2 separate regions of the Sus scrofa genome follow, and region 2 is linked to region 1. The links are chromatin contacts, called in public Hi-C maps. All regions are on one chromosome and are shown on one strand. The core of a region is the stretch at or near the end of the contact, and the rest is flanking DNA. Distances in the headings are between cores, read along the strand shown.

The links. A called contact is a pair of places that touch in the nucleus more often than the background predicts.
Region 2: a Hi-C map of fetal heart ventricle shows a contact between it and region 1, with 2.6 times the contacts expected there. The contact joins two enhancer-like sites.

What each region holds. Positions count from the first base shown.
Region 1 is chr16:72,805,463-72,810,657 of Sscrofa11.1, reverse strand. The region is part of intron 1 of SEMA5A (semaphorin-5A); the gene reads right to left. Among named protein-coding and RNA genes, the nearest start is that of SEMA5A, 12 kb to the right of the region's middle. Within about 2 kb of position 2,682, at least 3 of the 83 cell types and tissues checked have an H3K27ac peak or open chromatin away from gene starts, as enhancers often do.
Region 2 is chr16:73,323,525-73,329,230 of Sscrofa11.1, reverse strand. SEMA5A (semaphorin-5A) reads right to left here. Exons shown (of 24, transcript XM_021076851.1): 23 at 3,660-3,871; 24 at 1-1,759. The coding sequence ends at 1,640. Among named protein-coding and RNA genes, the nearest start is that of SEMA5A, 530 kb to the right of the region's middle. Within about 2 kb of position 2,305, at least 1 of the 83 cell types and tissues checked has an H3K27ac peak or open chromatin away from gene starts, as enhancers often do.

The sequences.
Region 1 (5,195 bases), core at 1,433-3,932:
TTTTCTTCCCATCTAGCCGAAAGACACAAGGAATGGATTTGGCTGGCACCGGATGGCCCCTGGCACCAGAGGTTTTTTTCGTTTTAAAAATCTGACCTAAAGTGTAACCTTTTCAGGCCACACAGTCATTATCAGGCAAAATGGCTAATTGGCAGACTTTGAAGTCAATCCCGACACCTCGGTTTAAAAAAACAGGGTAGGAGTTCCCTGGCGGCTCCAAGATCCAGCATTGTCACTACTGTGGCGATGGTTACAGCTGTGGCATGGGTTCGATCCCTGGCCTGGGAACGTCTGCATGCTGTGAGTGCAGCCAAAAAAGTATTAATAATAAAAAATAACAGCGAATCAAAAATAAAAAAAAACAAGGCAGCCCTCACCCAAAAACTAACAAAGATAAACATCGGGGTTCCCACACTTTCAAGCAAGCAGCCTTCCCTAACATGCTTTTGACTTGTTTTCCTAAGTTTACCCCTACAGGCTTAATGAAACTGGGTGTTCGCTCAAAAGGGCAATTAAAGAAGACCCCACGAAGGGCACTTGGCCCTGAGGCTTCCCACTTCATTCCCCAACCTGAGCCATGCGCTAATTGTGCCCTTTGTCCGGGCGGCTCCAAGATCATGATTTTTGCCAAGCTTCCAATCACGATTATTCTTCTTCCCCCTTAGCCTTGTCTCCAGCAACCTCCAGGCAGGAAGTCTGGGCCCCAAGCCCGTTCTTCTGGGAACCTACATTTTAATTTAAATCCAAAAAAAATTAAAGCCCATTGAAAGGCACTTAGTAGCAAATCCAAAACTTGCATTAAAGTTCGCCCGCGACCACCAGTAATTAAAGAGACTCCAGACCACAGATCCCTGGGGGTGAACTCGTAGCCCTCTTTTATGAGCCACAACCTCAAGGGCACCCACTCCAAGGCGCAGGCTGGCCAGATCCCGTCCCCTGGGGCTGCCTTCCCATGCCAGACTGGGTCATGCTGCTTCGCGGCTCTTCTGCAGATGACAAGCTCGCTAATGACGGAAAGGATCAGAGCTGTGACTCCTCTTGCAAAAAATGATCCCTGTCTGCGTTGCAGGAGGAGGACAGAAGTGAGTGTAGAATTTATGAAAATGAAAACAGAGACTAAATGGAGTCAGCGGTCTCTGGAGAGCCGAGGAGTCTCCAGGACCCAGGGCCACCCTTTCCGTTTCGCAGCCCTTCTCCATGTTGACTCCAACCCAACTCTCGGATGGAGCCAGGCACTCCGAGAGAGGAAAGCCTCTAGGTGACACTTAGGAGAAGCAAGAAACAAGATCTTCACCTCACTGAGTTGAGGTCACGACGGTCCTTTTCCCTCTTGCGAGAAAACAGCAAAGCAATTGGCCGCCAGACGAAAAGCTGAGATTTTTCTCAAAGATTATCAAGGAACTCTGGGTCCCAGACATCAAATGAAGGATGTTTATCCGGTCTTCTCTTTCCCAAACTCATCCCAAAGCCTGTACTCTTCCATCACCCAAAACAAACACATCAAATATACTTCCACACTGGGTTTGAATCTAGAGTGTATGATCTTCTGTTAGTGTCTTCATTATACGAGGAAAAAAAAAAAAAGGCCGTCTTAAATACTATGTAGGCGTTGGGAAGAATCTCTCCTTCTAATCAAAAATTTGGCGTGTGTTACTCCGTGTATTCTCTTCACCATGTTGGGCCAGTCAATCTCCCCTCCACGCACGGCCCACGTTCAAAGCATTGATTTCCTCGACCCAAACTCAATAAACAATTAATTCATTGATAGACACTCTTTTTAAACATGCAAGATCCGGAGTTCCCATCGTGGCGCAGTGGTTAACGAATCTGACTAGGAACCATGAGGTTGCGGGTTCGGTCCCTGCCTTGCTCAGTGGGTTGACGATCTGGCGTTGCCGAGAGCTGTGGTGTAGGTTGCAGACGCGGATCCCGCGTTGCTGTGGCTGTGGCACAGGACGGCGGCTATAGCTCCAATTGGACCCCTAGCCTGGGAACCTCCATATGCCACGGGAGAAGCCTAAGAAAAGGCAAAAAGACAAAAAAAAAAAAAAAAACAAAAAAAAAAAAAAAAAAAAAAAAAAAATGCATGATCCAAGTTCAAAGCATTGAGTTCCTCCACCCAAACTCAATGAACAAATAATTCCTTGACAGACACTCTTTTTAGACATGTCTTCAAGGTATTTGAATTGACCAGGTGTCTGCCCACTGTGAAGACGGACTGTGCCCTTCGTCGGTCCTAACTGTGGCTGACAGCTTTAGCAACTGAAGTCCAGACATCACCATTAACTCCATGGGGTTCCGAAAAAGTGGACCCCCGCCCCCCGCCGGATTCCCGGGTCAGAGATGAGGGCGTGTGGTCACCCAGAAGAACCTTCTGCTGACACCATCTCGGGGCGTGTCCTCTGAGACCCCCGCCGTGAGCCCTTCCCCACGGGCGCTCCCCTGCACCTGCACCGAGGTACACCTCAAGGAACGGGGAACCCAGCAGGTGGGCCTGGAGAAACTGGTCAAAGTTACATAACATCTGCAGGCGTTAGCTTTTGCGTGAATGAATCTTTGCAATTCTTACTTGCCAGCTTGCAGTTTCCTCAATGATTTCTTTTCACAAGCTGGCGATAGGACCTCGGGATTCCATCACGGCTGCCAGGCAGAGCGTAAATTTGGCTCCAGGCCTGACTTTGGAGTCTGCTTGGAAAGCCTTGACAGCCAACAGGCGCTGCCTGGACGTGCAGAGCTCCTCGACCTCCCAAATCCACACTCCCCGCCCCCCACCCTCCACCAGCCCCAACCCCGACCACAGCCCAACTTGCATTCATAGGGGCCATGACACTGGTTTCCGACGTGCGCTGGAGAGGAAGTGGGGTAGGCAGGTAGATTGGGAAATATGGTGAGAACTCAAGCACCTGGGCTTGGGTATCCCCACCTTCCTGGCACCAGCTTTGTGACCTGGGGCCAAGGAAGTGAGGGTTCAAGGTGCAGAGGTGGGAGGGCCTCGAGAGGCCTGGCTCCAAGCCTTCCAACCTCTGCCATCATGATGCAAGGCTGAAGAATGAGACGTTCCCACTGCCTGGCCACGAGCATGTCTCTCTTCCAACAGAGCTGTCTGATAAGCAGAGGTATGCCGCTCCCAGCTCAGGAGCAGCATCGGATGCAGAAGAAAAGGCTGAGATGGAACTAAACAGCCCTCACATTCCGGCCATCCTTGTAGCTGACCCACACGAGGTCTGACCTATGAGCCAACATGAAGCCGCCCAGGAATGAGACTGAGCCAAAGAGCACGTCCATCTATGACACCCAGGCGATCCCACCATCCAGCAGCTGCTCTGAAAGCCCAGAGCAAGAGCAGGCGCCCCCATGTGGACAAAGCCTGGCAAGCCCCTTTGACACTGGGGAGAGCACAGAAATGGAGAAAGACGCCCCCATCTGGACAAAGCCCCATCTGACACCCCCATCTGGACAAAGCCTGACACCCCCATCTGGACAAAGCCTGGCAAGCCCCTTTGACACTGGGGAGAGCACAGAAATGGAGAAAGATGCCCCCATCTGTACAAAGCCCCCATCTGGACAAAGCCTGGCAAGCCCCTTTGACACTGGGGAGAGCGTAGAAATGGAGAAAGGAAGGCAAGAAAGTGAGCCAGCTCTTCTTGTTTGAAAATTAAAGGGTCAATCAGAAGTTCTAAACTTGGCTTGGTCCAAAACTTTGTGGTGAAGGAGAAACACAATACTTCAAAGGCAGCTGGGTTAGCAGAGAAACTGACCGGAGGAGAACCATGAAGAGGAAGAAAAGGAGAATCCCTCTGATGGGGGGGGGAAGTCATCACAGGCTATTTGAGGAGTAGCCCCATCAGGAAGGGCAGGAAACCACAATCCAGCATCCTCCTTTCCGCCTGGGACACCTGGTCCCCCTACGTCAGGCAAAAGTTCAACAACTGGGAGCTGGACCCCAGCGCTGAAAAACAGGATCTTTGTCACAGCCCCAAATCTTAAACTTAAAGGAATAAAACGTCCAACTTTATCTCCCAGCTCAAACTTTAAAGCATTTTCCTTCGCTGACATGGTGCCAAAGATCCTCCACGTTTGTGGAGCCCCCACTGTGGCGCAGGGGGTTAAGAACCCGAGTAGGATCCATGAGGAGGAGGGTTTAATCCCTGGCTTCGCTCCGTGGCTTAAGGATCCAGCGCTGCCGCAAGCTGCGGCACAGGTCGCAGATGGGGCTCGGATGCTGTGGGGCTGTGGCTGTGGCTCAGGTGGGCAGCCGCAGCTCCGATTGGACTCCGAGACTGGGAACTTCCATGTGCCGCAGGTGCGGCCCTAAAAAAGAAAAAGAAGAAGGTCCTCCATGGTTAAACTTGAGAACAAGGATGAGAGGGAGGGAGGGACCATCAGACAGAAGGGGCCGCACTACGAGCCCTGCAGCTGTGACGTGGCCCCTGCTGGCTCTTCCCTGTGTTCCAGAGGGCTGGTAAAAAGCCAGCATCCTCTACATGGCAGTGTCCAAAGTCGACACTGGAGGTTAACATCCGGAGGCTTTCCAGAAAAGGAAGTGGTTACCAAAAAGTTAAAAAAGTCATCTAAACGAATGGTCTAATACATTTTCCCCACTTAGCACCACGTCTTCACACAATTCTGTAGGTAAACTACCTGTTCCCTTAATTATGATCAACTGCAGCACCAGCTGCAATACAAATCAACGATTCCTCTAAAGAGGATCTTCAAGCAAGAGAAAATGGCATCGTTTTCTTATGTTTCCCACTAAATATCTGTCCTGGCCTCATGGAAATTTCGTGTAAGTGGTCAATCTGTTTAATCAAATGCCTAACTAGTTATCCTTAAAATATAGAGAACATGAGCTCACTGGAAATGAAGGAAAATAGTCACCAAAAGTACCCACCTAAACAGGATCTTACTGACCAATGAACGCCGTCAAAAGTGACACCAAAACCTAGATGTCACCCACTCCTTTGCCATCTAATCAGTGGAAGGAAATAGTAATGCCCTCTCACAAGGACGTCCTCCCCACTCATTAAGGGTGAGTAATAATTTAGAGCTGGTAACAGAAAAACATGGGCATTTTATAAATTTTACTCCTAATGTGTGTGTAGGTTCGGCTGAAACTCAGGAGGAGCCAGTGAGAAATGACATGGGTCAATTGCACTAGGATTTAAAACTCTGTTTCATCCCAGTTTTTGCACCCA
Region 2 (5,706 bases), core at 1,056-3,555, 520 kb before region 1:
ACTACAGGGATCATTAAAAACTGGATACCCTGATTTCTCAAGGTACTTCTGGAAATGCTGTTGCCCCCATGCAGGGAGAAGGGGGAGTGGGTGGATGGGAAGGCAGCACTGAGATAAAAAACAAAAGGCACCAGAGCCAAACATCTCCTCACCTGACCTGGAGGCAGCAAATGACAGCTTGGTACATGGGGAGCATTTCATTTTTTCTTCTTTTTTTGTCTTTTTGCCATTTCTTGGGCCACTCCCGAAGCATATGGAGGTTCCCAGGCTAGGGGTCTAATCGGAGCTGTAGCCACCGGCCTACGCCAGAGCCGCAGCAACGCGGGATCCGAGCCGCATCTGCAACCTACACCATAGCTCACGGCAACGCCGGATCCTTAACCCACTGAGCAAAGGCAGGGATCGAACCCGCAACCTCATGGTTCCTAGTCGGATTCGTTAACCACTGCGCCACTAGGGGAACTCCATGGGGAGCATTTCAATAGGTACAGCAATGAGCTGCAGAAAGCCAACTTTGCACGTCATCAATGCTCTTGTTAGAGGCTGACTGCCATACAGGAGTTCTATCAGGGCGATGTAAAATTAAAAAAAAAAAAAGTTGCTTTTCATTACACGTAAGTTCTTTCAAAACTTTCCATAACATGGAAAATAAAAAAAAAAAGTTGTTTTCAATTCTATTTCAGTCCTTTCAAGACTTTCTTCATTGGCATCATGAATGTTCAAGATTCTTCTTTGCAGAGAAAGGAGAGGTGTAGAGTCTATTATCCAAATGTTAAACAAGTGGTTATTTTATGGAGTGTTTCTTGGGGATGCTACTCTGGACCAGAGAAGTGGGCTTCCAAGCCAACCACGTGGCAAGGAGCTCCCTGAAATGTCATGACATCCATACGTCAGAATAAGGCTGGCTTCACAGGAACCTGTAGAACACGTGCCCCCTTCACGGAGTCTGTACCTCTGCCCTTAACACTCCCCTCCCCCAGAGAAAACACAGTGACCGCGTCAAGACCAAGGGCGGGGCACCTCACCCTCCACACCATCACCTCTGCAGGTGGTTGCAAGCCAAGCTGAATCTCTGGTGTCCTCAGGCAAAAATCATTCCAGGTCCAAACACACACAGGATAATCCAGACCGAGAAGATGGAGCTCCATGGTGAGTCTTTGTACGGCCAAATTCATATTCTTCATTTTATCAATATTATAAACCAGGTGGAGGTTGGGGGGTGGGCTCTCACATAAAGTGCCGATTTTCTTGAATTATATCATCATGAAGATTTGCACTCATGAGCAAGAGGATGTTCATATTTCTAAAGACTCCTTCCAATGTGGGTGGTACATTTACAAAAAAGCTCAAGAAAACAACTGACTCGTTAGAAAAATGGACTCAACACAATAAAGAGATTTCACACCATGGCTCATTAAACAATGACGGAGAATTGTAGAACAGATTTTCGTGATGCCATGTTTAGACGATTTGTTGCTTTTAAGGACGAGCGTTTTTGGCAGCGATGGGATACGTGTGGCTTGAAATGCACTTGGAATGTTTCCAAACTCCATCTCTGAAGTGTTGGAGACATGGGCAGGCATGGAGAGCAGGCCTCGAGGAACTGGGGAATTACAAGAAGCCAAAAATAGAAGAGCTCTTAGTACTCATCATAGTTATTGAGATCTGTGAAGTAGGCGTTGGAATAGGTCTTCCCAGTGAGATGTGGGTTGAAATATTTGTTTCTTTCCTCCAGGATCAAGTTGTTTTTGTTAAATGCCTATAAAAAATTGAAATAAAATAGAAGATTTAAGAATTCTCAGTAAATATTTCAGAAAAAGAATACAACTAGGAGACAATACAGGAGTTCCCATCATGGCTCAGTGGTAACCAATCCAACCAGTGTCCCTGAGGATGTGGGTTCGATCCCTGGTCTTGCTCAGTGGGTTAAGGATCTGGCATTGCCATGAGCTATGGTGTAGGCTGCAGATGTGGCTCAGATCCTGCATTAGCTGTGGCTGTAGCCTAGGCCGGCAGCTGAAGCTCTGATTCGACCCCTAGCTTGGGAATTTACATATGCTGTGGGTGTGGCCCTAAAAAGACAAGAAAAAAAAAATTAGAGAGAAAGAGAGAGAATTACAGTTGACCTTTGAGCAATGCAGGTGTTAGTGGTGTCAACCCTCCTTGAAGTCAAAAAATAAGTATAACTTATAGTCAGCCCTCCATTTCCCTGCTTCTTCCAGATTGGAACTTCCTCTGTTATCTGCAGTATTGCATCCTGGATTCAAACGACCCCCTGACATGTAGTATTGTCACATTTAATACTGAAAAAAACTCCACATCAGTGGACCTGCACAGTTCAAGGGCCAGCTGTATGCTGAATTTGAGTTCTCTTGTAGGGCTCATTATTGAAAAATGAGTTTTCTCACTTACTTGTCTCTCACATCATTTGCTTTGATGAGGACTTGCCTTGTAACTAGAATGAGGTAGGTTTTCATACCAGTCTATTTGTGAATTTTACTCTACTTTTGAACTTGAGTCAGGAAGTTTCCAAGAATTAGAAAACCTAAATTGAAACCTCCTGGAGACCTAAAACCAGTGATTTCAAATTCACAAACACTTTTAATATTAGCATTTATAACTAAGTAAATTTTTTTTCTTCCTTTTCAGGGCCATGCCTGCAGCAGATGGAGGGGTCCCAGGCTAGGGGTTGAATCGGAGCTGCAGCAGCTGGCCTATACCACAGCCTCAGCGACGTGGGATCTGAGGCCATGCCTGCGACCTATACCACAGTGCACCAAAACACTGGATCCTTAACTCACTGAGCGGGGCCAGGGATTGAACCTGTGTCCTCATGGATACTAGTTGGGATCTCTCCTGCTAAGCCACAATGGGAACTCCCTGAGTAGGTATTTAAGCAGCTTTCTGATTGCCATGGTACACTGATGAGGGATTCTGCAGGAACTTTTTTGATTAAATGCAGGAAATGCATTTGAAATAGGCTTGAGGAATTCCCACTGTGCTTCAGCAGGAGAAGAATCTGACTAGTATGCATGAGGATGTGGGTTCGATCCCTAGCATTGCTCAGTGGGTTTAAGGATCCAGTGTTGCTACAAGCTGCAGCAGAGGTCGCAGATGTGGCTTGGATCCAGCTTTTCTGTGGCTGTGGTGTAGGCTGGCAGCTGTAGCGCCGATGACCCCTGGCCTGGAAACTTCCAATATGCCATGGGTGTGGCCCTAAAAAGGAAATACACTTGAAAATTAGTTGAAGATTGTCTTTATAACGCCGCCCTGGTGATCCCTGCAAGGGACCTGTATGTCCTCTGACCAAGCGACTGGTCCTCATTCCGCTGCCCAGCGTGTGCGGGTCCTGAGCGTGGAGGGCTTCTCTTTGTGCCAGCCCTGCTTGGATGCAGAGGCACAGCAAGGGCAGCCTGGCCGGTGACCAGTGACCCTGTTTTCCAGCATTTTCTATGTTGCTATTTCCATGATCCACTTTCAACCTAATTCCCATTCTGAGAAGCCACCTTTCCTAAGGCACAGCAAAGCTCCAAAGGCCATTCATCATAAACGGAGCCCTTTATCTTGTCCCCACCCTACCACCCATGCCACCAACAACCCCGGGGGTCCACCGACCTTCTTTGCACACCTGGCCGCAGGGGTGGCCGCTGATCCCTTACCTTGATGGCCTCCACTGAGTCATACTTGTCCAGTTTGTTGATGTGGTTGGTTATGCTGGTGTTGAGAGGGGCGGGCGCGACGGGGTGGATGACGGTGGCGTCATGGGACTGCTGCTGGTACCGCTGGCAGTAGGTGTAGACGAGCAGCGTAAGAAGGCAGCCCAGGATGGAGCTGCTCAGCCCCACGGCGATCATGTGGAACACGCTGAACTCTGCGGAGACAGGACCACGGGGACCCTGGTCAAGAGCCCTCTCCGCCACAGCTCAAAGGAAAAAGGAGGACGTGGCAGAAAGCCCCGCATCCATTCCCAAACGCAGGGAATCCCAGGACCCTGTACAATGTCCTGAGCAAGACATTTCTCTGCAGTGAGCACCGGCTACAGTTTAAGTCAGCGCCCTTATGGAGGATAACCTACTTTTTGAATAGGTTCAAACAATCACCTTCATACTTTAACAGAGACAGTTTTTCAAAGGCTTGAATGAGACTGTTCTTCTGCTTCAAGTGAAGCATGATCCACGGTCTAGGGAACATGTTTTCTTTTTTTTTTTTCTGGCTTTTTGGGGCCACACCTGCAGCACATGGAAATTCCCAGGCTAGGGGTTCAATCGGAGCTGCAGCTGCCAGCCTACACCACAGCCACAGCAACGCCAGATCTCTAACCCACTGAGCGAGGCCAGGGATCGAACCCACGTCCTCCTGGATACTAGTCAGGTTCTTAAGGGGCTGAGCCACAAGGAACTCCCTAGGGAACACGTTTTCCATGTTCCTAACAAGCTGAGGTTTCCTGCCTGCAGCGGGACTGTGTCCCAGGACCATGGAGGATGCCTTTATTGCTCTTCCATCACTGCTCACCCGCAAGCTGGGCTATTGCCCCCTCTCCTTTATCATTTCATTTTATTTCAAAATGTGTTCCAATATGTCATTCTTAGGTTTCCATTGCATTTTTTGAATATGGATAGACACACACTGCATAACATTAGAAAGTACAAAAGCGTATACAAGAATAAGTCTATTTTTTTCTTTCCGAGAGGGAAACTGTGCTTTTCCCAGTGAAATTCTGCGCTCTTAGATGCAGTGTGTGCACGTTGTAAATATTACTGTCCCACTTTTCTTCACTCCTGTTGCATTTCTTTTCTTTTCCTCTTTTTTTGGTCCTTTGTCTTTTTAGGGCTGCCTATAGAGGTTCCCAGGCTAGGGGTCAAATCAGAGCTGTAGCTGCTGGTCTACACCACAGCCACAGCGATGTGGGATCTGAGTCACATTTGCAAGCTACACCACAGCCAGATCCAGCAAGGCCAGGGATCACACTGGTGTCCTCATGGATACTAGTCAGGTTCATTAACCATTGAGCCATGATGGGAACTCTGCATTTCTTTCTTATAAAGAAAATGGGTTATTCCAAAGAAATAAAGGATTTGTGGCAAAGGAATATGAACTTGTAAAGGTCGTGAAATGACCCTCCTATTTTTATAGTGTTTTTCCCTATTTAATTATACCTTTATGTTTTTTGAGTTATAAATATAAAATGTTGAAAAGCTGAGCTGACACGGACCTATGTCTCTGCTATAGAATTGGTTTGAGCGACATCAAGGGAGCATAACCAATGCTGCTTAATCTCTGAAAAAGAACTACAAAAGAGAGAGAGAGAAAAAAAAAGATATTCATGGTGTGTTGATAAAACACTTTCCAGTCAAAGCTTTGAGCCTTTCAGGGAATAAGGACAGCATCTGAACCTTGTCTGTGAAGCTGAGATTATTGAAAATCAGGCAAAGGAAAACAGGACCGCGTGTTTTCTCCGTTGGCTTGGCACCGCAGTGCTAACCAGTTGCATAAGGATTGCCAGCTTTCTGTCTCCACTGCCCAGGCCTGATGATCTGGTTCTCTCCCAAGGTGTCCCCTCTGTGCACCACCAGGGGGCCAGTATCACCCTTTCTCCCCGTACCTGTCCAACTGGCATCTGAACGGGACCACTGAAGATGCTTGCTGGGCATCACTGCGGGTGTGGGTGAGTCCCACTGGACCACATGGGGAGGTCCCCTGGGTGCT